Regions from separate parts of the Bombyx mori genome. Here region 2 is linked to region 1. The links are chromatin contacts, called in public Hi-C maps. All regions are on one chromosome and are shown on one strand. Each heading gives the region's core, a stretch centred on a gene start, on an enhancer-like site or on the middle of the called end of the contact. The rest is flanking DNA. Distances are from core to core; before and after follow the strand shown.

Evidence for each region. Hi-C and Micro-C count contacts between places; a contact is called where the count stands out from the background.
Region 2: a Hi-C map of whole pupa shows a contact between it and region 1, with 7 times the contacts expected there. The contact joins two enhancer-like sites. A contact is called at or near these places in 2 of 7 Hi-C or Micro-C datasets (midgut and whole pupa).

Annotation. Positions count from the first base shown.
Region 1 is chr8:8,716,706-8,724,382 of ASM3026992v2, forward strand. It overlaps LOC101745631 (rho guanine nucleotide exchange factor 10), which reads right to left. Exons shown (of 14, transcript XM_012695463.4): 6 at 3,190-3,349. Among protein-coding and RNA genes, the nearest start is that of LOC100101187, 23 kb to the left of the region's middle. Within about 2 kb of position 4,711, at least 2 of the 8 cell types and tissues checked have open chromatin away from gene starts, as enhancers often do.
Region 2 is chr8:8,785,587-8,793,263 of ASM3026992v2, forward strand. No RefSeq gene overlaps it. Among protein-coding and RNA genes, the nearest start is that of LOC101745631, 26 kb to the left of the region's middle. Within about 2 kb of position 2,870, at least 2 of the 8 cell types and tissues checked have open chromatin away from gene starts, as enhancers often do.

The DNA of each region.
Region 1 (7,677 bases), core at 3,461-5,960:
GAGAAATATCCTCAGGTTAGAGCTTCATGAGCTCACCTACTCGCTCGGTTCACAGGCATAGCCTCTAAAGGCTACCACCAGCTTAGGTAGGTTTACTGGTGGTAGGACCTCTTGTGAGTCCGCACGGGTAAGTACCACCACCCAACCTATTTCTGCCGTGAAGCAGTAATGCGTTTTGGGTTTGAGGGGTGGGGTAGCCGTTGTAACTATACTTGCGACCTTAGAACTTATATCTCAAGGTGGGTGGCGCATTTACGTCGTAGATGTCTATGGGCTCCAGTAACCACTTAACACCAGGTGGGCTGTGAGCTCGTCCACTCATCTAAGCAATAAAAAAAAGGTAGGGAAAAAAACGGAGAAAAAATAAAATAAGTAGTCCGCGGCTTGGCTTGTGCCCCTGGGATCCATATGGATATCAGCATATCCATATGGATATGGTTCTGTATACTGAATTATTTGTTTCTCTGCCTGTAATTTCATTAAAAAATGTAAACCGATACCGGAAAATACATGTTTTTTTTTTAGGTTAATTATTTCGAATGTTTTGAAAGGAGAATTTTTTTAAGAATAGGTTTTTAAAAATTGTATTCGACTTTCCAGCAACAAATTTACGGAAAGAAAATGTGACATGAGCGACTCTGAGAATAAATAACGATTCTGTAGTAATGCCCGATTTTTATAATCCTACTAATTATATAAACTCGAAAGTATGTAAGAATGTGTATTGAAATATAAGATGTATATTTGTTACTCTTTCACGCAAAAACTATTCGATGGATTTTGATGAAACTTTACAATAATATAGCTTACACATCAGAATAACACATAGGCTTTATAGTGTGAATTACCCAAAATATAACGATAAGTGTCAAGTAAGTAGAAAAAAATCTGCCATCTCATTTTCATAACCAATATTAAATTACAGTTCCCAAAGCGAAGCGAAGGCGGGTCGCTAGTATATAAATAAAGTAATTTATGGGCGTTTTTATTACAGAAATGTAACATCCTGTATGTTATTAGACGTATGGTTATTTCATTAAAAGGGTTTACAAATAAAGTGAGAATGTCGAATGCGATTATGTCGTACTAGAGTACTTTGTCATCATTAAATCATTATCATCTTGAACCGTTCAAAAGTCATCGTGGCCTAAGGGATAAGACGTCCGGTGCATTCGTGTTGAGAGATGAACCGGTGTTCGAATCCCAGGCGGGTACCAATTTTTCTAATGAAATACGCACTCAACAAATGTTCACGGTGGCCTTGCACGGTGAAGGAATAACATCGTGTAATAAAAATTAAACTCGCAAAATGATAATTTGCGTAATTACTGGTGGCAGGATCTCTTATGGGTCCGCGCGGGTAGGTACCACCACCCTGCCTATTTCATGCGCTTCGGTTTGAAGGCAGCCGCTGAAACTAGACTTGAGACCTTAGAACTGGGCTCCAGTAACCACTTAATACTAGATACTAATAGGGTAGATACTAATAAACTACTAGATACTAATAAACACTTAATACTAGATACTAATAGGGCTGTGACGTTATTTTTATCGTCCACCCATGTAAGCAATAAAATATCGCACTACTCAACCGAGCAGGCATTAGATACGACTTAACACAAGAAGGCCCGGCGCTCGAGTTCGTTTAACCAACTAATGCACTAAATGTTTAAAAATAAATAAAATAAATATCGCAGAGTACTTTTCAAGCAATATATATATATATACATATTTCAATATCAAACAATTGCCACATCTATTTTTTTGTGGTTCGCGTGAAATTTATTTTCGAGCTTTAGTAGTATGTACATCGCGATGACGCGACCGAATATATTTTTTTAAAGGCGCCACGTACGTTTCTTTCGGACTACAGTTGCAGACGTGCAAAAAAATTAATGGTCCATAAACATTAATTGTGTCAACGAATGTATCATTTTTTAAATTTAAAAATCGTTCACGAGCCGCTATATGCGCCACGCGTGCGTTCCTCATTTAATAAAATGACTAACGTTTGAGAAGTATGAATAAACCGATTCCAGAGATAAAAAAAAAAACTTGTTTACGTAACTGGACCCGATTATGTGTGTTACAGTTTCACGGGAACACTTTAATATTATTAGCCTTTAAATATTCTGTACGTAAACTTTTTACTGGAAGTTCCATGTTGTTTATATTGGATGGAGCTGATTAAACAAAGCTGTAAATAATCTGTATATAAATATTTAGAACAAAATAAAACTTCAGAAAGTTTCCTCCGTATGTATATCGATTAAATCTTTTCCTTTAATAGTTATTGACGTGGTTAATTGATTTAAGAAACAATGACAATAACAAAAACAAAAGACTATGAATGTTTTACACGTAATACATAATATGGAATCGAAGTCGTGAGGTTCTCAGTGGTTTTCCGACGACCGGACTAATAATAAACAACCTGAATATAAGTAGAAAAAAAGTTTCACTTCATTTTTTTAGTAAATATGTAAACGCGAAATAAATACAAAGACAACAAAAGCGAAAAAATTACATTGAGGTTGTTATAAGAGTTTTAATTATGAATGTGGAAGGCTTTAGAAAAAGGTAGACCTAAGAAAAAAATGGATTGATTGTGTGAAAGACGATATGTGTAAGAGAGGAGTGAGCGAAGAAATGATATATGATAGAGGAGTATGGAAAGATAAAACATGTTGCACCGACCCCAGGTGACTGGGAGAAGGGCAGGAGAATGAATGATGATGATAAACGAGAAATAAAGCAATGAAAGAGGATGCTACCCGTCCATGCGAATCACAAAAGCGTCAGCTGCTAAGTCGCGTTTTATTGCGCGCATTTAAAATCAATTTTTTTTTTATTTAATTTTACAATTGTTATTAGTTGTAGTAGCTAAATATAATAAAAGGCACGAAGACATCGGACGTAGTTTATTGATGATATGAAATGAAGCAAGCAGGCGTTTTAGTTTGACGGTTAACGAATTTAAGTCTTAAGGTGGCTATTGCCATTCACGGAACATAATAATATGAATAAGATCAGATACATCATCTACCTATTTAAGTACTTAAATAAAAGAAAATGTCCCAGACCTTTTGTTATTTGAAGTCGGTTAAAAAAAAACTAAAGATCTTCAACCGCCATGGTGTTTTTAAAAATGGTTACATAATATTAATAGAAAAAAAAAGAGGTAGTTACCTATTTTTTCATCGCGGTCCCACGTCTGCGCACAGTCGGCCAGAGCGGTGCGGAAGTGTAGGTGGCATTGTAGGATGTCAGGTAGACGGTGGAATAACGTTTGTATTTTACTGGCGTTCAATATGGCCGGACTGCTCTCTTCGAGGGGCTTTTTGTAGTCCTGTGGAAAAACATAACAATTTTTGTTCCGTATTTGTTTTCTTGCAAAACTGTTAAAATAAATAAATAATAGACGCTTTTTTGTCTCATAACACTAAAGATATATATATATATATCACGGTCCTATGATCGTTAATCCAAGATCATGAGTTTTTGATGTCAAGGCTGGCTGTATTCGGGTTTAAGAGTCCACTTGTTCCGGCAACCTCTCGAGATGAGGAGGGCATAATATGATAATAAAAAATACTGATTTTCTTCAATAACTTAATCCACTACTTGATGCTACGTGTGGTTTCGCTTCAACATGTAATTTTTAAATAATTAAAAAAACAAGAACAAAAATTAAGCTTCGCCTTGAAATTTACTGCAAAAATTATTTTCATCACAGATAGAGAGAGAAACAGAGAGAGAGAGAGAGAGAGAGAGAGAGAGAGAGAGAGAGAGAAAGAAGAATGTAAACAATAAACACGTTACGTAATATTGTTGGAACTATAATTCTACCATGTAAAAAATGTTGTTGTTGCCAACGGTTATGTTGTAAGCTAGTATTTATTATTTCAAAAGAACATCACCAATTTACGATTTCAAAGAACAAGTCCTGCATCGAGCGTGCAATTATCCTGTTCTTAACCTATGTTTACGTTCGTATCGTATGACTATCTCATTAAAATATAATTCTCATAAATATAGCGAATATTCTGTATCTTAAGGAAAAAAAGATTACTGTCGCAAGAGGCTTCATTTTTTTCTTGCGTTATTAATACAAAAGTGCGCCTGGAGATTTGACCATTCATGTACCAACGAATCAACAATATTTTTAAGTTTCAAAGCGATATCGGGCCAGAGGAACACAACCAACTTTATAACTCAAACAAAAAGGTGCTATGGGACAATAAATCGTTTGAATATGTACGTATTTCTCGTCCGTTACAAGGATGGAAATTTTATTAGTAAAATCACAATGCATAACGTCAGACCGCCATCATGTTATTTATATATGTTTAGGTAAGTACATACCTATTTATATTAAAATTATAAATCATCCTTCAAATGAGGAATAAAGTAAGTAGGAAATTAATGTATTTTTTTGTGAATCCTCACTGATCGTGATTGGATTGGAATGATGCGGAAGATTACATTTACCAACCTGTTCTTTATAAAGTTCATTTAATATTACAAACGGCCAGAACGTATTCGCTCTTATTAACACGCGTACATGATTTAGAACAACAAAAAAAACTGAGTACGACAACAGAACATAGCAATTAAATACTAATTTTCACGGATTCACAATCTCTTCATACGCTAACGAGATACAAGCAAAAACGTATATTCGTCAGAAATAACGTCACATCTCGAAATAACTCGTGTTTAATGTAAATTGTAAACGCACACATTCGCAATGGACCTTGTAAGTTATGCTTCATGTATTATTATATATTCCGTGACTTGAGAGGAGAGGAATCAGCGGTAGCCAGCGGCTTCGCTGTGCCACTGGTGTTGATGACGTTCATGAGATTGGTAACCACTTCATTTTGAGTGGTGGTGGGCCGTATGCTCGTCTACTGACGAGGGCAATAAGAGAAGACTTCATTTTGCTAATTAGATGTTATTACAATTTAATTGTGAAGGGTAATGTGACATTCGCGTGACGGACTGCCATGGCAGTTAATTACTCTGAAGATGCGAGAAGACGACGTAATAACAATGTGAAACATACGCTTACAGATATTATCAATTTTATTGAAGTGTTTTTTTTAAGATCAATTATGGATTATTATAAAAAAAAATAACACATACTTTATTTCTAAAAAAAATTCTAAAGTTTGATCGCAATGAATGTATGCGTAATAGAATTTTTGTTTCTAATTGAAATTATACCAAAATCGATAGGCTAGTTTAAAAATTTGCTCACAGCCGTAATAACTCCATTTTGGGTAAATTGTGTCTTAGCTCCATTGCCTTTCAAGGCTATGTAATATTACACAAAAAAAAATGTTTGTTTATCTTAATACTATGTGTCAATGTGTTTTTTTTGCTTGGCCAATACCATTTTGCGTTATCGTTAAAAGTAGACAGTCAATTGTGGTAGTAACGCTATAAGCTTTCGATGATAATTGCGACTTATTATTGAATACAGAAAATGATACGAATCCTTACGTTGGAGTGTTTAGTCTATTTTATTAAAATCTATTTCAAAAACGAATTGTAAAGTATTTACTAAAGGGCGTATGGAAACTTAAATGATAATGTAAAATAAGTTTTATGTACGGCACCTACGGTCCCTATCCAAAACAAATCGGCTGACGCTTTGGATTAGTAGTGTAATGTGACATAGCGTGTGTCTTATTCCAGAGTCAGATGGTACATGGCATAAAATACATCTAAAAATGGACTGCGGATGTATGAGCGTATTGTTTGCAGGTAAATAAATGACCTCTGCTTCGGTAGCAGGCGATTAGATGATAAAATGCATTCGACAGGATCATACAACATATTCTTCACAGCACTTCCTATGCAACATACGATACACAACACAGAGGGAGCTTAGGTTCCACTGAAAATCCAGAGATAGAACGATAATTAGAGCGGGATTATCGACAATCCCAACGTGCCGCTTTTCAATTTTGTCAAATGGAATTACTGCATATGAGGCCGGACTAGCACTTTGTTAAACATGAGACTGTTCGTGAAGTACTTACCGCTTCGCTCTGTTTTTTTCCTACCTATGCTGATAGCCTTGAGAGGCTATATCGGCTTCTCCTTCACGTGCAGGTGAGCTCACGGGGCTCAAGCCGGGTGTGTTACTAACACTGGCTGTAGCAAGAGCAGTGCTTCGCAGAATCTACCACTGGATCGTAAACGCGAGAAGATCCGGCGAGAAACTCAGTGGGCTGTGTCTATGGATTAATTCACTCGTCGAGCCTTTCGTCGCAAGCGACGGGTTCGACGAGGACGGTGACCGGGGCGCTTCGCTCTATTGAAGACTCCCGGTACTCTAAATTACTTCGATACAGCTATACTGAACACCGCTCGAAATATAGACTCCTTCGAATTGCGGCGTCACGACAAAAGGATCTTTCTTTGTAGTGAACGCGGACAGAACACCTGTTTCTTCAATGGGTTGAATTGAACTAAATTCAATTCCCCTAGTTTTACTGTCTATTTCTGCCACGAAGCAGTCTTCGATTCCGGTTTGAAGGGTTCCACCATTATTGCTCAATCTAAATGAAAGCATTGAGTGCGTAGTTTAATAAACAAATAATGTCGGCTTACGTTAGGATTAACCTTGTTTAAACATTAGATCTTATTTGTTACGTCTAAACGTTCATTATGAACATAAACAATAATTAAATACCGAAAATATTGTGATAATTGAAACAATGTTTAACATAATATAAAGCAGACTCCATTAAGAGGCTTGTGGAGAGTATTAAGCGGTAGGCAGCGGCTTTGCTGAAGTCCATGGGCGACGGTAACCACTCACCATCAGGTGGGCCGTATGCTCGTCTGCCTACAAAGGCAATAAAAAAATAATAAAAATGTAACTCAATTTGTCTCCTTAAATATTGTCCGGCAACGCTCGGCGCCATTTTCATTAGGGATACGACCTCGTCTATTCGTACTTTATTGAAATATATCCCTAGTCCCTACTTCTTAATATGCCTATCTTTAGTATGCGAACATCAGACAAAACAGTTCATATGTGCAATTTATGTTTATTTCTAACTCTTCACTTCTTCAATTCAAACTCTTAATGGTCTTGTTAGCTACAAACCACAAATTTGCAAGGATCGATCAAATAGAGAAAGATAGAAAGTGGCTCTAAATATCATTCATATTAGTATGGAAAAAGACAAAGAAAAAGTCACTACGTAACGTTTGTTTGTCAACTGTTTGTCAACTGATTTTAAATTTCTTTCAAGTGTACGAGTGTATCAAATTTTATTGTGGAATAATATTCCCCTGGAAATATCAATAGAGCAATACAGAAAATTTAATATCTGAAACAAATCTAAGCCGTGGGGTCTCAGTGATTATGGTCGAATTTTGATAATCGGGCGAGAAAACCTGATAGGTATTATTATTAGCCGTATTTTCACTTCATACTTACATCTACGAGTATAATGTAATATCGTTCAAATAAGAAATAAAAAAAACGAATCGAACAGATCATAAATATCGAAGGCTAATAAAATATGGCATTAGTTATAAAACCAGACGAGACGATCCAGTAACGGTTAAATTTCCATAAATATTCGAGTCGACCTACGCGCCAATACACCAAACCCGTCCGACTTTTGTTCCGTTGCTTTTATTTTTTGATTG
Region 2 (7,677 bases), core at 1,620-4,119, 67 kb after region 1:
CGGTAGACAGCGGCTGGGTTCTGCTCCCGGCATTGCTGACGTCCATGGGCGACGGTAACCGCTCACCATCAGGTGGGCTGTATGCTTGTCTGCCTACAAGGGCAATAAAAAAGTACTATCAGAGGACAAAGAGACAAAGGATTGGTTTCTTTCCATCACATATGCTTTCTCAGCTCGAACGAAGGTTTTGTTAAAGTTTACAAAATTTGATCCGTCTTATTCAGTTGCCACCACCAATAACCAGTTATTTTCCTCGCGCTGTTGCAAATACTTACTGCAAATTTTTTTCTAGGAAAAGTACCTAGTTTTAAAATCTTTTTCATCTCTTACATATTTTCTTCACGTCTGCCAGCATGTTATGTACATAAAATAAATCGAAAACTTCTTAGAGCCAACGTTTTTCGTATATTCTTCAAGAATTTACCATGCATTCTTAAAATACACCTCACGGAACTAGTTTTTGTGTGTGAAAGCACGCACGCAGTTCATTCATTTCGTCGTGGTTAAACAAATATTATGTTCTGTATTGCCTTTCGGTGTCGTTTGTCAATGGACGCCGAACGTTGACTCGATCGTGCATGCTTCGACCGTGACCGGAGGGACAAGGGGGACAAACGAAAACGCATTGCATTTAAAAAAAACCTTATTAACTAATCAAGGATTAATATGCAATGAAGATGGTGAAATTTTATCACCAGATCTTTTAAGCTATTGCATAGCTTTTATCGCGGGCCTTGAGCGCGGCGACCGAATCATGAAATTCCGTAACGAAAAAACCTAAAACCTCTCACTCCGCCTACCATGTAGCTCGCGTTCAACACATTCACACGTTGCACATCCTTCAAACCGAAACGCATTACTGCTTCACGGCTGAAATAGGTAGGGTGGTGGTGCCTACCCGTGCGGACTCACAAGAGGTCCTACCACCAGTAATTACGCAAATTATAATTTTGCGGGTTTGATTTTTATTACACGACGTTATTCCTTCACCGTGGAAGTCAATCGTGAACATTTGTTAGTACGTATTTCATTAGAAAAATTGGTACCTGAGATTCGAATACCGGATCATCGCTCAACACGAATGCACCGGACGTCTTATCCCTTAGGCCACGACGACTTCATCTCTCTCTTATTCTGCCTGTGTCCCAAGCTAGACGGTGGCACTCCCTCCTTGGTTATATATAAGCCTATACTCTTGCATCCTTACAAGACCAATACGAATAAACACGACTTCGCATTCCCAATTAACTAAACATTAGTCAATCTACCCATACATTCTTTAATATTAATAGGTTCAGCGAAAAACCACTGAATTCAGTGAATGAATCAAAATTCACTTTATAGTCTGTAATCAAACACCAGATTGACGACAATCACGTGATTTCAATTAATTCGATTCGAATTCGATTATTAGAAAAATTGGTACCCGCCTGGGATTCGAACACCGGTGCATCACTTAACACGAATGCACCGGACCTCTTATCCTTTAGGCCACGACGACTTCGAAATACCTAATTACTTAATTACAAAAAACACTGATGTTTTAGTATTGTGAGCGCGAATGATGTTCAAAAACACAATAGGCCCTAACACCAGTAAAGGCGGGTTGGTTTAATAGGTACGTTGGTGGTAATATATCGATGGTACGTTGATACAGTTCTCAAAGAACGTTGTTGCCCATACTCCGGTGAATACGTTTGTCGCTTTTTTATAAGGCCTGCCGGAAGAAATGGGGTGGTTTTATTCTATTTGATTTCGATGGGCTACGGTAACTATTTAACCAAGTGGGCTGCAAACTTGTCTGTATAACTAGGGCAATAAAAAAAGAGTATTCAGAGAAAGTCAATAGAGAGGTTTCAAACAAAAAAAGAGATAGAATTTGTATGTTTTTTTTTGTATTGAACTAATGTAGCATCCTTTTGCTAATTGAAGCTTATCTAAATACAATCTGTAAATTTTACGTACCTTAATTAATATCGTTTCCTCAATTGTTCATTCTTTACATTTACATTAACTCTGTTAATATTGATACACAGTTGATTGCAGATACATTGAAACATTGATTTTAACCATTTCAGTACAAGGATAAATTTATTTTTATTATCTTTTATGCAATGATGCGTGAGCAATGCACATTTCGTGGGTGCTGGGTCAATTCACTGATTTAGTTCTTAGCGGTTAATGGTACTGACTCCTGTGTCACCGGGTTTGATTCCCAGTTTCTTTATAAAAGATGTTTGGTGTACGGGTTTCGGTCTTGATGTCTTACCTGTATGTCTTTTTCGTTAGATCTACATCGATGCAGAAGTAGCATACACACAGAAGAAAATCATATATTGGGATAGTCTAATAATTTAGGTTTTTAATTCGAATATTTAAAAAAAATCTCGTTTATAATTCTTTTGGTGTTTTTTGTGCGGTAGATTATTTAATTCATTCGAATTTACTCGAGAAAATTAAACTTTCATTAGATTTACTCATCATTTTGATGGTGGTTTTTCTTAGAACTTTATATATAATTTAGTCATAAACAAATTAAGACTTAAGTACCCTTTGAACCAGGAAAATACGTTTAGTTTTTAAATCTAAAACGGGAACAAAAACCACGGGATTGAACGCATATTAATACAATTAAATGTACATCACAAGATCGTTACTACAATACAAGATAAAAACTTCGAACGAAAAACATAGATTTAAACTTAATAAGTTAAACATGAATCGTATAAAAAGCGGTAATAAAATAACGAAGAAGCAAAAAAAAAAAAAACAAACAAACATTGCTTCGCAGAAAGGTCACGGTTATATGGATTTACATAATGTTCACAGTCCACAATCGGGTACGAATCAGCATGATTATCAAGTGCTCAATAAATATTTTCACGCGACGAACCTACCGCGACATTCGCAACCGCGCACTCGCCTCGCGATCAATGTATTTATCTTAAACGAGTTTAATTTAAAATTAAATGTAACCGAGGTTAAACTAATAATTGTTTCTGAATTAGTTTTGTGCAGCCGAAAAAAGTGACAAACGAAAACAATCTTCAGAGAAAACAGTCCATTAACTTAGCGAAGCGTAGTCTGTGAACCCACATTGATCATTGATAGATAAGATTATGGGAATGGGTTGCGAACTCTCTGGGTGGGCTGTCGCGTTCGAGAAATTCTTTGTGCTCAACCATGGTCGTTACATTTGGCTTACATTCCATGACTAGAAACTTAAGGAAACACTTCTCGGAATAATCGACAATAAAATCAAGTGCAGATACTAAAATCATAACATGTGATAGTCGAACTATCGAGATCGAGAAAGGTGTGAGAGAGCTGTGTCGGCGGGCTCTCTGCATAATTTCTTGTAATTCATCAGAACAGTCTGCTGTGTAATCAAGCCGTGGGTGGCACCTTTTAGTTTGGCCAGACACTCCACACATGCATTTTTAGAAAACACAAAGGACTTAGACAACTTTTACGCCGTTGTTACAATTGATAACGCTTTCGTTTGACATTTAATAAACTTTAACAGTTCAGTGTTGTTTCTTATCTCCAAATTATCTTTCCTGTCCTACATTTTAAGTACTTGTTATCTATTCATCTATCGCATACCGTATCCTCGACGCTACGAAGCAGTTTCAGAATCGACAAAAAAAACCTATAGTTTTAAACAATTAGGATTTTCATAATAGTTTATTGATTTATTTAAGTACATCCACGATTAGTCAGAATTATAATGCTTCAAGTAATTAACAGACATTTATTAAATAATAAATGTTGCGCGTATCTCTAAATTACTTTCGATTAACTTTCAATGAAGATATAAAATGTGAAAGCTTTATAGACTTGTTACATCAGCTGACTTTTCTTTGTTTTGGTTGTTAAACTATCATGGAGTATATACGACGAGCAAGGTGTGTGGTCGATCCCTAGGAAAACAGGTTTGAGCTCGCGTCCGGTCTGTTATAAAAAAAACATTCAAAATTTAACGATGCAAACCAACCAGCCCGGCTACAAAGGTATTTTTTCGTGGATCACCCAATAGAACTCACTTTCCATAGCACACTAACATAGTGATACAATCTCCGTAATGCGTTGTGTCGCAAGCCTAACGTAACATAAACAATCTGCAGAGACATTTATTTTGTTACAAGTAGCAATAGAACAGATGTTCTTCTGAAGATAAAATGTATTCAACTGTCATAACACAACCGTTGTGTTTGTTACATTCATTCATGACGACATTCTGGGCTTCGAGGTGGCGTTTGACATTCGCAAGACTATTATCTGCATAGTATGTCGTTAATAGCATTTATAAATATGTTATGTTATTAATTTGAGTCTATTGACAAAGATCAAGATATGTAAATTAATTTTGGATAATCTTGCTTAAGTGTTAATTCAAAGCGAGCTACCGCACTGCAATTTGGAAATTTTAATCTAGGTTGAATTATCGGACCGACATCTATGTATGCTTACTGAACTTTGCTATTGGCAGGACGTTTTGTGAGAGGCGCCAGTCCAGCGTTCCGTGGGGTAAGATGTCGAAATTTTCGATCACAAACGCAACCAGCTCGATTCCTTACAAAATTCAACCCAGAGACACAGCCCACTGAGTTTCTCGCCGCATCGTCTCAGTGGGTCGCATTTCCAATCCGGTGCTCTTGCTAGGGCCAGTGTTAGCAACACTCCGGTTTGAGCCCCGTGAGCTCACCTACACGTTGGGGTGAAGCTGAAGTAGCCTCTCAAGGCTATCAGCATAGGCAGGGAAAAAATTTCTACGATTTTTGCATATTATCTTGCACGTATTCTTGGTAGGCTGTTCAAGTTTTGGGCCAAAAAATGTTGTGTCGGAATGTTGTTGTGGCTGGATCAATTTTTATTGTTGTGTCACCAATCAACGTGCTCAATGCTCAGTGCTCAAACTGACTCAAGTTCAATGATACAACAGCTGTCTCACCCTTGAAACCGGAAAGTGTGATTGCTTCCTCGCTGTATCACTCAGGATGACGACACAGATTCACAGAGTACTACAACACGATAACTAAAAAAAAGTATGAAACAATATGCTAAAATACCGTCAGTATAAGATTCTCATAGAAATGTGATTAAATACATTATCGTAGATTTAAAGTGCAGTCATTCAGTTACAAAGTCGACATTCCATTCGAGCGAGTCCGAAAATAGAAATATCGCTGGGAATTTTGCAGCAAAGCTATTGCCAATACCGAAGGTATTCGAAATTGGCTTGAAAATCTCGAATAAATAATAGGAAAGAATGACGTCCCTGTTTGTGGTCACGTGTGGCCGGGGGCCCGAGATGAAAGTGGAAGCGTGGGCGTTAACGAGCCTTGATATGGAGATCACTTGACGTTCATATCGTGAGAAAGAAACGTGATAACTCGGTCCTTCATACGACATGCCATAGTCAGCATCTAAGTGAATGTTAAATGTTCAATGAAACAATTCAATTAAAGCTGAGATTGATAATGTTTTAGTGATATAAATTAGCGTGAAATTTCACAGTTTCGACAAGGTTAATTTGTTTGGTTTAGTACCGATAAAATCGTAATTATAGTGGAATTTTAGTAGCGAAGTTTGGGTTAGTTAATTATTTCATTCTTCGGTTTTTGCTAGTCGTTGATACATTTACTATTTTTGCCTTTAAATCTCGCGCTTTTATTGTTATTACGTTGTTTCCGACGTTTCGGACAGTCGTCAAAGCAGTTTTACATATGAATCCTTTGATTTTATGAATTTGGCAACGATTTATGGCACACGCAAAACTCATTAGGCAGTCAGGCTGCGTTTCGTGCTCTTGACCCCCAGACCGCTGTGACTCATTGTCGTTCTAATTGTCCGGTTTGTCTTCACTGCATTGTCACATCGAATTATGTGAGAACTCATCAAGCACAGCGAATTGCTTATTAGAAATATGGTTGAAAATTATTATTTATTCATCAGTTTAATTCGAGTGATAAATTTGAGACTTTTACTCAATTAATGTTTTTCGATTTGTTCCGCCGGTGAGTAATGTGTCTCATTAACAAAATTTTACTAAGTTGTAGTTATAGAAAGAAAGTTAAAAAAAACGAGAGAGGCATTTTAATTTATAAGCCCTTAAATCAAGTTTACGGCGAGCGCTTATTAATATCACGTTTGCGCTCCCTTAAATGGTTTCAAACGGTTTCGTATGATAGATCTTTTACGGCCGCTCTGCTCATAAATATTTAACTTTCACCAATAACATTTGGATTCATTGTAAGAGCATAAAGTTTCGGGCTATAACATTTCGTGAGTACTTGTAAAGCGGGCGTTAAAGAACGTACTAGTGTTCGTTTACATCTTCGAACGTGTCGCACAATCAAGTATCCTGTAAAAGCTTTCTTCATCTCATTTGTATGCGCGCCGTGGACGTTTATGTGATTGTGTAGGTTTGACTGACAAATAGCCTCGTGCCTCGGTTCTTTGTCGGCGATGTGTCGACACGACGCATCCCTCATCGTCTAGTTATGTACTCTGTTCCGGCAGATCGTACTACCTTGATTTATCTACCCCAATTCTTCGCCGAAATAAAAACAAGCACAATACACAATAGTTTCATCAAAAGTGTATTATTATTAACAGAAATAGATTATCATGAAATGATTCCACGATCGAGCAGAACGAAGCAATTCCGATGAACTTTGACGGAGGTCGAAAACCTGTCAATATTTTATCGCATAGCGGTACCGGCAAAATATTTACAGCGATGTGCACGTCCCCGTTTGCACTGAAGAGCGGTCTGCTCTTAGTTAAATAATATTTACACGCACTTCGCTTCTGTGAATGTGTGGTTTCCGGTGCACATGCGTTTAACTTTAGAATGTCGCCGAGAAGCAATGCGGCACAATAATATAACAAATGCCACGGCTAAAACTACATTTATTCATAGCATGCATTGAAAACGTTATTTTTATCATAAACTGCCGCGTCCAATTTATTTCAAACTGTAAGCGGAATTAAGCAATTAGGCCAAACGTTTCCGCTTGACTTTTGCAAGGTCCCCGTTGAGGAAAAGCTGTGTTCGTATAATTTGTCATTCCACGCTTAGTCGGGGTAAAATAAATCGCATTTGAATCTCATAGATTACGTTGATGCTTGCGCACATCAAATTGAAATGTTTTGTTGGCGCCGTGCCTCCTTTTCCATCGATTTAATGTTGAAAGCACAAAGATAAATACATAGACTATCCTCACGCGTTACATCCGTCCCAGTTTTAGGAATCACATTACGGTTTGTTTGTTTTTACTGACGGTATTCGGTTCAAAAAGTTCGAAACGATCGTGCGATGCAGTTTGTGGAACAAATTTTATAAATAGTTTTAGGCTTTAAGTGTTAAAGTGTTTCTTTGGTATCGGTAGGCAGCGGCTTGGCTCTGCCCCTGGCATTGCTGAAGTTCATGGGCGACGGTAACCACTCACCATCAGGTGGGCCGTATGCTCGTCTGCCTATAAGGGTAATAAAAAAAAAAAAAAACTACTTAATCCCGAATGTGATGTTTATATCGCAGGTGAATATACCGATTGATTATGTTTAAAAAAATCCTCTTTTTTATTATTTTCCATAGACTAGGTAATAAAAGACCTTCTTTAAATGAAGTCGTCGGCGTCGTGGCCTAAAGGATAAGACGTCCGGTGCATT